Regions from separate parts of the Sus scrofa genome. Here all the other regions are linked to region 2. A link is a contact called in public Hi-C and promoter capture Hi-C data. All regions are on one chromosome and are shown on one strand. Each heading gives the region's core, a stretch centred on a gene start, on an enhancer-like site or on the middle of the called end of the contact. The rest is flanking DNA. Distances are from core to core; before and after follow the strand shown.

Region 1 (3,930 bases), core at 199-2,698, 580 kb after region 2:
GGACCTACTAGGTGCATGGCTCTGCTCTATATGTAGTGAAGAACTCAAACACAAAGAGGCAGTCACATCCATTTTTCTATCTGCCCTAATTTTAAAGGTACATGTGGAGTTCCTTGGTGGCACAGTGCGTTAAGAATAAGGCATTGTTAACTGCTGTGGCTCTAGTTGCTGCTGTGGTGCAGGTTCAATCCCTGGCCTGGTAACTTCCACATGCCCTGGGCACAATGGGAAGGGGAGAGAAGGGAAATAATACAACACACGCGTCGCTACACATGGTGGGTTGGACACTTCCTGGCTTAAAAAAAAGTGCCTGTTTGCACAAAAACAGGTCAGTTACAATGTCCTGTGTGGGCCAGGGACAGTGGCACTATATTTTCCACTGATAGTTAATTTTTTCCTTACAACAATTGCTACAACCCTTACAACCCTTAACCTGCATTACTCAGATATGTAAGTAAATAACACTGCTGTTCCATTTCATGTGTCCCACACTGTAATGAAGTAGAAAAGCAACAATAAAATATGAGCAAGAGCTTAGCCATAGAGCGCAAATTCTAGCTCACTTTCATAGCTATGGATGCCAATATCCAAAATCCTCCTTCTAATTCCTCAATCTTAATTCCACAAAAGCCTGGAAATACTATGCTTATGAATAGCAGGAAGTGCCTTGTTCTAACATCGATCTTTGTTAATTTAAAAAATTCTCCTGTTTCTTTTTCTCCATTTCTTCTCTCACCCCACCCTATCTACTCTCATTACTTCTAGTAACACAACTGTTTTTTTATGAAATCTTGTGATGTGGAGCCTTCTTTTCATTTTACTTACCAGGTAGGGCTAACAGGAATCATTCATGTCTGGCCATTTTAAGTTGTAAAACACCTTAAGCTCCTCAGAAGATGCAATTGAAAAAAAAAAAAAAGTAGTAATAGTAATAATTAAATTACATACTTGTGACTTCCTGTAAGAAATCCAAACACGGTCGACTACTTCCAGAAATGCTTATTGAAACAGCCAGTGGGGTCTGTCCTTCATAGTTCCTTGTGTTCGTGTCCGCTCCATAATTATATAACATCCGCGCACAAAGCACGTCATCCCTAAGGGCAGACAGATGTAATGGCGTCTGTCCATCTTCTAAGCGACCCAAGTTTGTGTCTGCTCCTCTTTGAAGGAACATTCGGCAATAAGAGTGATTGCTTTTGATCACAGCGTATCGCAACAGGAAACCGTTCTGAATGTCGATATTGGCATTGTGGTCCAGGAGGATCTTCACACAGCTCGACCTCTCCCGGATAATGGCAAGCTGAAGCGGTGTTGTGCCTTTATCACTGAGTGGGTCGACCTCAGCCTTGAACTCCAGGAGGAGTCGGACGAATGAGTCCCTACCATAGTGGGCTGCCACATGCAGGGGGGTCCAGCCATCATTGCTTTTGGCATTAATGATGTCGCTCCTGTATTCGGATTCCAACATGAGGCGTGCAATCCGGGCCCGGCCATGCATGGCTGCGTAGTGAAGAGCAGTGAAGCCTCCGATTAAGTCCTTCACTGTGGGATCAGCTAGAGTGAGAACCAAATGGAAAAACATTAGCAGACTCTGTGACAAAGCAATGAACTCTGCCATGGGATGGCACATCTTAGCCGACTCTTGTTCGAAATGTGAAATGATGAAACAGTATAATGAATACCACGTACTTCTCAGCTTAACCCAAGCAGAGTTTTAATGGAAAATAAATTTTACTAGAGAGTTATCAAAGCTGGGTTAACAGGATGAACATGACTTACAAAGTGTTTAGAAGATGTACACAAAAAACAGAGTCCAGATCACCACATCCCTTCTCTTTGCTAATTGAACCAACTGCCCTTGGCTTCCCAACTCCCTCATCTCTGCACTGTTTCATGCTTCTCTTCTGTTTTGAACTTTTTATTTTATTTTCTCTTGTGCTTCTTCTTGGTCTTAAAGAGAAGCATGTGTAGCAACATCTGCTGCTCTAAATTACGGATGTACTGCGGTCTGGCAGACTGTGTTGTTTTAGGCTGTATTAGTTTAAAAAAAAAAAGTTTTTCTGTGGTCTGTAAAAATTCCAAAGCTTGTAAGATATATGCTAAGTGATCTTGATAAATTATGTTTTCATAAGATAAAAGTCTATTCTGAATTCTTCATTTTACAAGAATCTTGGTAAGAGTTAAGCAGCACACATTGTGTGAAAAGTTGGGAGAAACCTCAGCACTGTATAAATATTATTTTCTAAAACACTTTCAAAACTCTCTCCTAAATTGACAGATCTCTTGAAGAAAGAAAAGAAATAAAAGAGAGAAAGAAACAAAAATGATTTATCAGCTATGTTACTCCTCAAGTCACAGAAATTTTGTCACCTGCCCCCAATCTTTCCTGAAGCCAGGGGTCAGTTCTGCACACAACTCATCCTACTGGCCTTCCTGAGCAGGGGCAGAAAAGGGGAAGAACCCTCAGAGGATGCAGGTCACTTCCTGGAGGCCAGCAATTCCATGTGAAGATAACTGGGCAGACCTAACTACCTAGGATTAAAATGCTTTCTCCTGGAGTTCCCATCATGGTGCAGCAGAAATGAATCCTACTAGGAACCATGAGGTTGCAGGTTAGATCCCTGGCCTTGCTCATCGGGTTAAGGATCCGGCGTTGCCATGAGCTGTGATGTAGGTCACAGACACGGCTTGGCTCTGGTGTTGCTGTGGCTGTGGTGTAGGCCAGCAGCTACAGCTCCTATTAGACCCCTAGCCTGGGAACCTCCATATGCCACAGGTGCACCCCTAAAAAGACAAAAATAAAATACAATAAAATGCTTTCTTCTCATAAGAGTCATCCTTAATTTTTCATTTGTTCATAAAAAAAAAATTCATGCATGTTCTACAAACAAACAAATGAGACGCCTCCAAAATTATATGATCAAACACTCATGGACTATTTAGTACAGTGTTGCTTAGTTCTAAAACATTTTATGAAATCAAATTTTATGAAGTCTGCTCTCTTAGCAAAACCTATGAGGCATAAAACTATATGTAAAATAGTAATAAAACTGTGGAGAATACAAATTTCAATTAAGATGTAGTTGAAACAAACCTGTAAAAAGTTAACACTTTTTTAGGTAAGCTGTATCAGTTGAATTTCTAAAATCATTTAATATAAACTTACATTACACAGTAGCAATATTAATTTTATCTGCTTAAAGAAAATCAGGGTATCACATCTGCACTGGTCTTCAACTAAAAGAAAAATATACAGCACATATTCACTATGTGACAAAAAAAAAAAAAAATAGGCAAGAACATTTAAACAAAGCACACTGCTGCCACCTACTGGCAAGGCATAAACATGAGCTACTAATATTCCCATTTTGACAGACGCTGCTCAGATACCACATTTACCTAAAAGTAGACTAATTAAACACAGGCATGGCATCTAAAAGACATCTATTCAAACGAAACTGCAAATCTTGCCAAGACAGCATTTCTAATCTATATATGACCAATCAACTGCTTTCCAGACATTCTCTCTTAATCTGCTAGTGAAATTTAAGAATACCTTCTTCTCCTACCTTTCATCCACTGGGGGTGCCTTTAAAGGTGTCAGTAAGCAGTCTGTGTGCATCCTACACTCATTCTATTTGATAGTAAAATTAAAATTATGTTACATGAAATTGCACTTGCATCTTTGGTTTTCCACTTTAGCCCTTTTTAGATTCTACTTACATCTGGATGCTCTACTGAGCTAGGAAAAACAAAGATTTAACAAATAAAGCATGGTCTAAGTTTAAAATGCATTAACCGAGTACACACGGGAAACACAGTACAGAAGGAAGACTGTCGGTTAACAACACATAAAATCTGTATAGTTACTTTCCTTGAGGAATTAACAAAGGGGAAACACAAGTAAAGATGAAAAAATTATTAATTTAA
Region 2 (3,826 bases), core at 1,125-3,624:
CATATTCTCCTTGACCTTGGTGCTTTAAACCTTCAGGCCTAGGCTTTGGGGAGAACAGTACCCTCTCTAGAGTACAAGAGAAGCAGCCCAATTGAGTCTGCAGGTGCGCAGGTGAGGCTGCTGACCTAGGAACTGAGGAGTCTGGAAACGGAGGAGGACAAAACATTTGTCATCACATGTTAATGTACTTTGCGTCAGGTTTTAGTCTAGATGAGGATATAGGGACGTTTAAAGCAGATTAGAAAATACTGAAATTTTGACACACAACAGAACATCTGTATCTTGCCAGCCTTTGTGCTCTGTGGAGATCATTATGAATTATGGGGCTGCTGCTGAATTTGGGGGATCTTGTGACTACTCGGTATTTGTGGCTTATGGTCTTACTGGAAACCCCTATGGATGGTTTTTGAGTCTGTAATTCATGGTTATGTGTTCTGTATTTTTCTCAAGACCACTGTTGGAATCCTGTATTGGCAGCATAATGAGTATTTTATTTTTAGATGTGGATCACCTCTTAGGGAGGGAGTCTGTGGGAAGGTGGGTAATGAACTATTTCTGACATAAATTACAAGTGCCAAAGAAAGTGGTAAAATCCAAAGAATAAACAAGAGTGACCACCATTCAATGGCAGAGATGGTATCTATACCTCCCACAAGGTGGCACTTTAAATTGTGTAATATTTCAATCATTTGGTCATCTTAGCAGTGAAGAAAGATCCAAGATTTACCCCAAACATGCTTATTTTCTGTCCCTAATTCCTAGGTTCATTTGATTAAATGAAGGGAGGTCGTCATGGCCAGGAAAATACTTTACTCTTTGGGAGTTTCATTTAAAAAGAAAGAAAGCCCAATACACTGGCAACTAAAGTAATAAGACTAATGTTTACACAAACACTTGTTGTATGGGTACTTTCTCAGCTTTTGTTACTTTAGCTGAGTTTTTTTTTTTTTTTTTGAGAAAATGCATCAAATTTAAAATCTATCACAGAGAATCCGGTTCTACAACCGATTCTAAACCTGTCTTTAGAAATCCACGGAGCTCTTATGGACGAACTATGTTAAAATATTGACAAAGATTCAGAGTAGGGATACTAGGTGACGAGGGATATTAGCTGACTACCTGTCTTCATAGAATGTGAATTAAAAGAGTATTAACATCACCTACTATTTTTTCAACATTCATTAAATGCTAGTACTGTTAGGAGCTTGGACACTAAGGATAGTCTTTTTTTTTTTTTTTTTTTAGCTTAGAAACCAGTGGCCTGGAACAAGGTGACTGAATTCACGTCTACTCTCCTAGCGTGCACGTCTCAAACGGCTCCTGAACTGTTGATTCTATACGTGCTCGCTCTGGCCCACTGGGCGGCGGGAACAAAGATGCAGTGTGAACCGGAGAAACGCGGGAAGGTAGCCGGTGGGGTCCGCCCGGCTGAAGGCAGGGTTTACCCGAGGACAGCCTATGCGGGAGGAGCAAGTGGTCGCGGAGAGTTTGGGGACCGAGAAGCCCCTTCTTAAACATCCCGCCTAAGATGCAGGTTACCGATGCATCTAGCAGAACCAAGACGCCTTCATGCCGCTGCTGTAGCCGCCGCCAGGAGTCCGAGCACCGGCCGGAGGGGGCGGGGTCTCCATACGGATAACGGGCTGCAAGGCGCCGCGGTCCGTGTCCCCGCCGGCGCCGAGCGCCTTAGAACTCGCGGGCGGGGCGGGACGAGGTGGGGCGCCCGCCGGGAGGGTTTTTTTTTTTTTTGTCAAACTTTGGCCACGGGAACCACCCCCCATTCACTTTTGCGCCAATCGGGCGGCGAGGACGGATCCCGAGAGGGGCCAGGCTCCGCCGCCGCCGGGGCCGCTTCAAAACGCGCCGTGCGTGACGTGAGGGCTCCTGTTGCAATGGCGAGCTAAGCCGGAGGATGTGCAGCGGCGGCAGCGGCGCCGGCCACGAAGAGGACGGAGGCGGGCGCAGCGCCAGCGGAGTCAAGCCAGCCAGGGGACGCAGGCAGGGCGAGACGGGGGCCCGGACTCGACTGCCACTGCCGTGGCCGTCGCACTGGCCCCGCGCCCCCGCGCGCGAGCGGGAGGAGCCGCCGCCGTCTCGCGCGGGAGACGCTGCCGGCGCACGCCGGGCATGGTCCCCTCTTAAAGACGCAGGCCTCGGCGGGCGGGGTGGGCGTGCGGAACAAAGCACCGGCGTGGGGCCTGCGTGCGGCTCGGGGGCCGCGATGGGCGCGGCGGGCCCGCGGCGGCCGCGGCGCTGCCCGGGCCGGGCCTCGCGGCGCTAGGGCGGGCTGGCCTCCGCGGGCGGGGGCGGCAGGCTGAGGACTCGCGGAGCCTGCAGAGGCGGCGGCGGCCCGGCGGGCTGAGCGGCGCGGGCATGGCCGCGCGCGGCCGGCGCGCCTGGCTCAGCGTGCTGCTCGGGCTCGTGCTGGGCTTCGTGCTGGCCTCGCGGCTAGTCCTGCCCCGCGCCTCTGAGCTGAAGCGAGCGGGCCCGCGGCGCCGAGCCAGTCCCGAGGGCTGCCGGCCCGGCCAAGCGGCCGCGGCTTCCCAGGCCGGTGGGGCGCGAGGCGATGAGCGGGGGGCGCAGCTCTGGCCGCACGGCCCGGCAGCGGATGGCGGCCAGCGCGACAGGAACTTTCTCTTCGTGGGAGTCATGACCGCCCAGAAATACCTGCAGACCCGCGCGGTGGCTGCCTACAGGTGAGCCCCTGCTCCCCGGGCACCGCCCCCTGCATCCAGCATCCCAGCAAACTGCCATGCGTGTCTGCCCTTGGCTTGTGCCTATGAGGGCTTCCCAAAGCCAAGGCTTCCTGAGCTCCTGTGGGATCGGGGTGCCCCTTGGGCGATGTTGGGCATTGGCAGCAGAGGTCGGAGACGGGATGGTGAGCGCAGCGCTCAAGAGCAAGGGCTTTTGGGGTCAGATATACCAGGGTGGCCCCTCTGGGTGTGGTCCTCGCCCTGACTTTCTGTGAGGCGCTAAAGCTTTCCTTGTCCAGATATTCACTCTCCTTTGTTCAATGAGCCTGACTGAACATTTCCCTCCTAAGGTTGTTGGGAAAACTTGGCACAGTATCTCTGATAGTGGTGGCAGTGGGGATTATTACTTGAGTCTCTGAAATCTCCATCTTTCGCCTTGCAGAACTAGAGCCAATCTAAATTAATCTGGTTAGAACCCTTCCACATGTAGATTTCACCGTTGGAATCGTTCCTGTAAATGAGGGGAGTGCCCTCTGCACACTCAACCCCACCGGGGTCTGTTGAGCAATTGGAAAGAGAATATTTGGGAAAAGCAGTTCCTGGTCCATGGTAAATTTGGTGTTAACTAGCCCAGTTTGGTGATGTGTGTGTTAGCCAGTATCTGGGCTCTAGTTGGCCATATGAGTCATAAAAGTGGTTGGAATCATGTTCAGGATTAACAAAGGGATTAGCCAAAGTAATCTTTAGAAGAGAGAAAGAGAGAGGATTTGGAATAGCAGATTTGTATTGGAATGAATTTGAGGGAGAAGAAGGATGTAGGTTCAGTAAACGGATTTAATGGAAACCTCATATGTGTGAAATATAGAAATGCTTCCTGTGGGATAAGATTTGGGATCCAGCCATAGAACAGACCAGTGCAGGAGATCCTCTGGGAATGGCCTCTTGCTCAGTCATTGCTGAGCAAGGCCAAGCTGGTTGCTGTCGGTTCTTAATTTATAACCAGTATCTCTATAACTTAAGCGTTTAAATCTAGTTCCTGTCTAAATTTTCAGGCGTCGGATGCTGTGGGTGGAAAAGCATATATGGATTTCCATTCCTCTTAAGGAAGTAAAGGATTGAAAAGGAAGATGAAA
Region 3 (4,103 bases), core at 984-3,483, 610 kb after region 2:
TGCCCTAAATGTTCACCAGGAAACAGTCCTTGGTAGATTCTGATTCTAAATCCCATTTGGTAGCAGACACCCTCCTTTTGCTGTCCATTGCTGGGTTTCAAGAAGATACAAACCCTCAGGGCCCCTTAAAAGTATCTTTAGCTGTACCTTGACAATTAGAAGAATCAGGAAAGACATTAATTTCTTTTACTAGAAGGCAGAAAGTCCACCTGAACAGAGTAAGGCAAAGATTTCCTAACTTCTGCTATTTTAAGTACTTCTTTGTACCTAAAATTCCCTAAACAATCTGAGACATTAAAATAACTCTGAGATTAACAAGTCACTTTATACTCCTGTTATTGGATGCTAGAGAAGTTATTCACTTGGCTAATTTCTGAATTAACTCCTACATAATTTCCCTGATTATACCCCCTCTTCAGGATTTACATGAATGTCCTAAACTTACCTTTAGCTCATTTTCAAAGACAGCAACAAAATACAGCAGCAGAAATCTGATCACATGAATTAGATGCCTACATTTCAATCTAACCAATTCTCTGTAAGGATTTTGAAATGAGAAATCTTATGAAGAGTGCAAAAATAAAACCCTAGATTCTAAATACACCAAAACAGTCTTTGGTTTTTAAATTCCTGAGTGTCAAATGATTAACAAGATACTGCATAAAGTTTTATAAGTTCTAGGAAACCCAAAATATAACAAATACGGTTGATCTTTTTATAAGAATTTCAGAGCCCATCCACATCTGTCACAAGAAATACACAAAAGAGTTAATTATACATAAGTGCTTCAGAAGGGAGTATTGCTTTCGTACTATTCATACTACTTAGGTACACAGATTCATTTTTTCTAGAAAAAAAATTGGCATTATTTTCTGAAACTCTTAAGTTTCAAGTTATTACTGTATCTTCCTCTACCTAAACCTTCACCAGTTAGATAACTCAAAAGACTTTCTGGTAGAGGTAGAGAAAAGGTTATAGGAAAGTATACAGGGAAAGCAGAAAATTGTAGTTTAATTAAAAAGCAGAGTCATTCAGAATTAACAAGCAATTAACCAGGAATTGAGGAATTCCTATGAGAGTAAGAGGGGCAGGGAAACCACAAAAAGGTCTCAAAGTCTCTGAGCAGGGTACACGGTTCAGTGTACCGAAAGAAAATGCAAAACACGAAAACACTGTGCAGAGCAAAAGGGATAAAATACGTTCCTGGGAAAAAGAAGTTATTAAAATGTTAAAGATCAGGGCATAGGCAGTGTTTCTGGTTTTGCCTGGAAACTGGGGGCCAGGAAAGGGTTGCATTCCCAGGTAACCATCCCGAAAATAAAGCACTGCTTAATGAGGTAGGGGCCAAGAATAAACAATGGGGGAGGGGAGGAGTGGCTTATTACCTTTATGGAGGATGCTGGTCAGAGGCTCTCTGCTGCTTCTCTGGTGGTAGACCCTTCCTGCCCTCTCGCCTCCTCAAGCCAGCTCAAACCTGGAGATCAGAAAGCAGAAAGCTGTGCAGAGCCCCGGGGCGAGGAGGAGGGGGATCTGAGGAGGGGAGAGCAGAGGAAGAGAGTGGTAAAGGCAGGCAGGAAGAAGCAGGGATTCTCCTCCCTCCCAGGCCAGCCCCCTTCCCCTCCGGGAGGTAACTGACTTTACCTGTCTCCTCAGCTGCTGCTTCTCTTCCTCCTTTCAGCCTCCTCCACACTCACCAACTTCTCCATTGAAGAAACAGCCCAGGCAGGGCCGGACGCGGCTGTTCCTGGTCCTCCTCGGTGCCTCACGGCCCCAGTCCGGCCAGCATCCACACAGCCGAGCCGACCTGAGGCGGCGGTGCTGGCCGCCGGGCAGCCTCGGGGCAGGGGTGCAGGGAGGAAGTCCCGGCTCGGGTGGGGGGGCAGTCCCGGTCTGAAGGCTCAGAGCAGGGGGCTGCCGCGCTCCGGGCCGGAGGCTCCCAGCCACTGGGGGCACAGGAGGTCTCGGGGCAGCGAGGTCCCGGGTCATACAGGGTCCCAAGTGCCAGCCGCGGGGGCTCCAGGCAGGGGGCTTTCGGGATGCACTTTGCACTGGGCCACCCCCGCCCCCTCCCTCCAGCACTTTGGGGTCACTGGGATGGGACCAAGCCTTCAGCAGCCAATCAGCGGCCGCACTGGAGCCTGAGCCCGGAGCCGTAAACCAGGTCCGGAGTGGGTGGGGGTGGGGGGTGGGGACAACTTGGTTGGTTGGTTGCTTCCTTCTCTCCTCCTACCCCCAGCAGCCCCCACCCCTTGCCTGCCGTAAAGCCGCCTGCGCATTCGCGACAGTTAGGGGAGGCGTGCCGATTGGGGCTAGGACTCCTCTCGGATTGGCCTCACTCACTTCCCCTTCTGAGGCTTCCAATGCTCCGCCCCTGGCGGAGGGACTCCAGGCGGTTGCTAAGAAACGCGGTGCGCCGCACAGGGCCTCTGCGCATGCGGGAGAAGGCAACGCCGGGTTCTCTCCGCGAACTACGGTGGCCCGGAAGGGGCCGGTGCTCACGCGAATGGCGGTGCGGAGTCAGGGTGGCTCGAGCTGGTTCCCTGCAGGTAATTGGCAGCGGCCGCTAACTTTGGCGGCGCGGGAGGCGTGTGTGCGACCTACTGAGAGGCTGTCTCTGGGCTTAGGCTTAGGCTTAGAAAGGCGGCAGTCTCCAGGAGGCGAGGAGAGGGGAGCCTTGTCCCACCGCCCTCTTCAGCGCTTCTCAGACGCGGGTGCCGGGCCTTGGCAGGTCTTTCGGCCCCCGGGGCTCCGTTAGTTCCCAGGATGGCGTTCCTCGCCTGGCGAAGAAAGAGAGTCCTGTGGGCTGGCGGTGTCGCTTCAAGGGTTTGCCTGGAAGGGTGAAGTCCCTCAGGAATTCCTGTGGCTGAAAGGGAGAGAGGGGAAAATACGGGAGATGGCCATGTTTATTAAGTGCTTCTTTTCATTGAGCAGGTATTTACCGACCGGGCACTGTTGTAGCCGTTAGGGAGACCTCGGTGAACGAGGTAGATGCAATCACTCATCATCGTGGAGTTTTCACTTTACCAAGGGAGACTGACAAACACGAAACTATTTATCAGGTAGAGATAGGCTATGTAAAGGGAAGCGGAATGGGGTGGAGATTGGCTAAGATGTGATGGCTGTTTTGATAATAAAGGTCCCTGAGAATGTGGCATTTGAATAGTGATCTGAATGAGGAGATGCCAGCCATGCCAAGATCCGGGGTCGGGTGGGTTGGGGAGGATTTTGCAGGCGGAGACATCAAAAGTGCAAAACCTCTGATGCTAGAATAACTTTTGCTGTGGACAGAAACTGCAAGAAAGAGAACCAGGTAGTCCAGCATCATAGGAGGGATAATGGTTTGTGGTGAAGTTGGGGTTGATGGTGAAGCGGCGCGACAGTCTCCAGATCTTGTAGGACCTTGTAGCGGGTGGTAAGGTGGTAGAAAAATGATCATAACTCTATGTTTTGAAAAGATCACTGGCTGCTGGAGAAAGCTGTAGCTGAGAGTGGGGTTATAGAAAGACTGTTGTGATAGTCCAGGCAAGAGTTGACTTTGTTTTAAACTAAGTCACCCAATTCACCAGACCTTTGGCTACCATCAGTGTCCTCAAAGAAAGGCCTAATTATATAAAGGAGGTACTATTTCAACATATCAACTCCTTTTATGTAACTAAAATATACTAAGATGTTTTGTGGCAGGTGGCGGGGGAAGTCACTGAAAACACTTTAAAAAGGGCCCTGGTATTTTCTTTTTCATTATCATTCATTCATTATCATTCATTCACCAAGAACTCTCATTTTGGTGTCTTCTACATGAGCTGCCTGTTGGCTTAGGTGGGCAACCCCGGCTCAGTCCTGCCCAGGGAAGATCATAGTCAAATGTGGGGAAACCAAACTAGAAAGTAGTTACAGACAATGCAGTGAGACAAACACTGCAGTATAGGGTGAGAGAGCACTTGGCAGGGCCCTCTAATCCTGACTTGGATGTGTGGAAGGCTTCCCAGACTGGAGGTTTCCAAGTTGAAGGTTGAAAGAGTGGGAGGGGGAAAGGTTGAGTGTGATTTAGAAAGACTGAGCTAAGCAAAGCTTGGGGGTCCTACAGTGCAGGGTTTCTGAGGCCC

Evidence for each region. Promoter capture Hi-C pulls out the DNA fragments that hold promoters and counts their contacts. A called contact is a pair of places that touch in the nucleus more often than the background predicts.
Region 1: a contact with region 2 is called in a Hi-C map of omental adipose tissue, with 2.0 times the contacts expected there. The contact joins the enhancer-like site here to the promoter of CHSY1 in region 2. A contact is called at or near these places in 15 of 47 Hi-C or Micro-C datasets (brain, embryonic fibroblasts, epiblast stem cells and 9 more) and 1 of 2 datasets of contacts at active chromatin or transcription factors (alveolar macrophages).
Region 3: a contact with region 2 is called in a promoter capture Hi-C map of liver, with 8 times the contacts expected there. The contact joins the promoter of ASB7 here to the promoter of CHSY1 in region 2. A contact is called at or near these places in 1 of 5 promoter capture datasets (liver), 2 of 47 Hi-C or Micro-C datasets (fibroblasts and mesenteric adipose tissue) and 2 of 2 datasets of contacts at active chromatin or transcription factors (alveolar macrophages and skeletal muscle).

The regions. Positions count from the first base shown.
Region 1 is chr1:139,219,564-139,223,493 of Sscrofa11.1, reverse strand. It overlaps ASB7 (ankyrin repeat and SOCS box protein 7), which reads right to left. Exons shown (of 6, transcript XM_003121646.4): 5 at 949-1,554. Among named protein-coding and RNA genes, the nearest start is that of ASB7, 30 kb to the right of the region's middle. Within about 2 kb of position 1,448, at least 3 of the 83 cell types and tissues checked have an H3K27ac peak or open chromatin away from gene starts, as enhancers often do. A contact at or near this core is called in omental adipose tissue, where this site is marked.
Region 2 is chr1:139,803,006-139,806,831 of Sscrofa11.1, reverse strand. It overlaps CHSY1 (chondroitin sulfate synthase 1), which reads left to right and starts at 2,374. Exons shown (of 3, transcript NM_001244442.2): 1 at 2,374-2,696. The coding sequence starts at 2,374.
Region 3 is chr1:139,189,537-139,193,639 of Sscrofa11.1, reverse strand. It overlaps ASB7 (ankyrin repeat and SOCS box protein 7), which reads right to left and starts at 2,233. Exons shown (of 6, transcript XM_003121646.4): 1 at 1,642-2,233; 2 at 1,386-1,474. LINS1 (protein Lines homolog 1) reads left to right here and starts at 2,402. Exons shown (of 7, transcript XM_013993232.2): 1 at 2,402-2,546.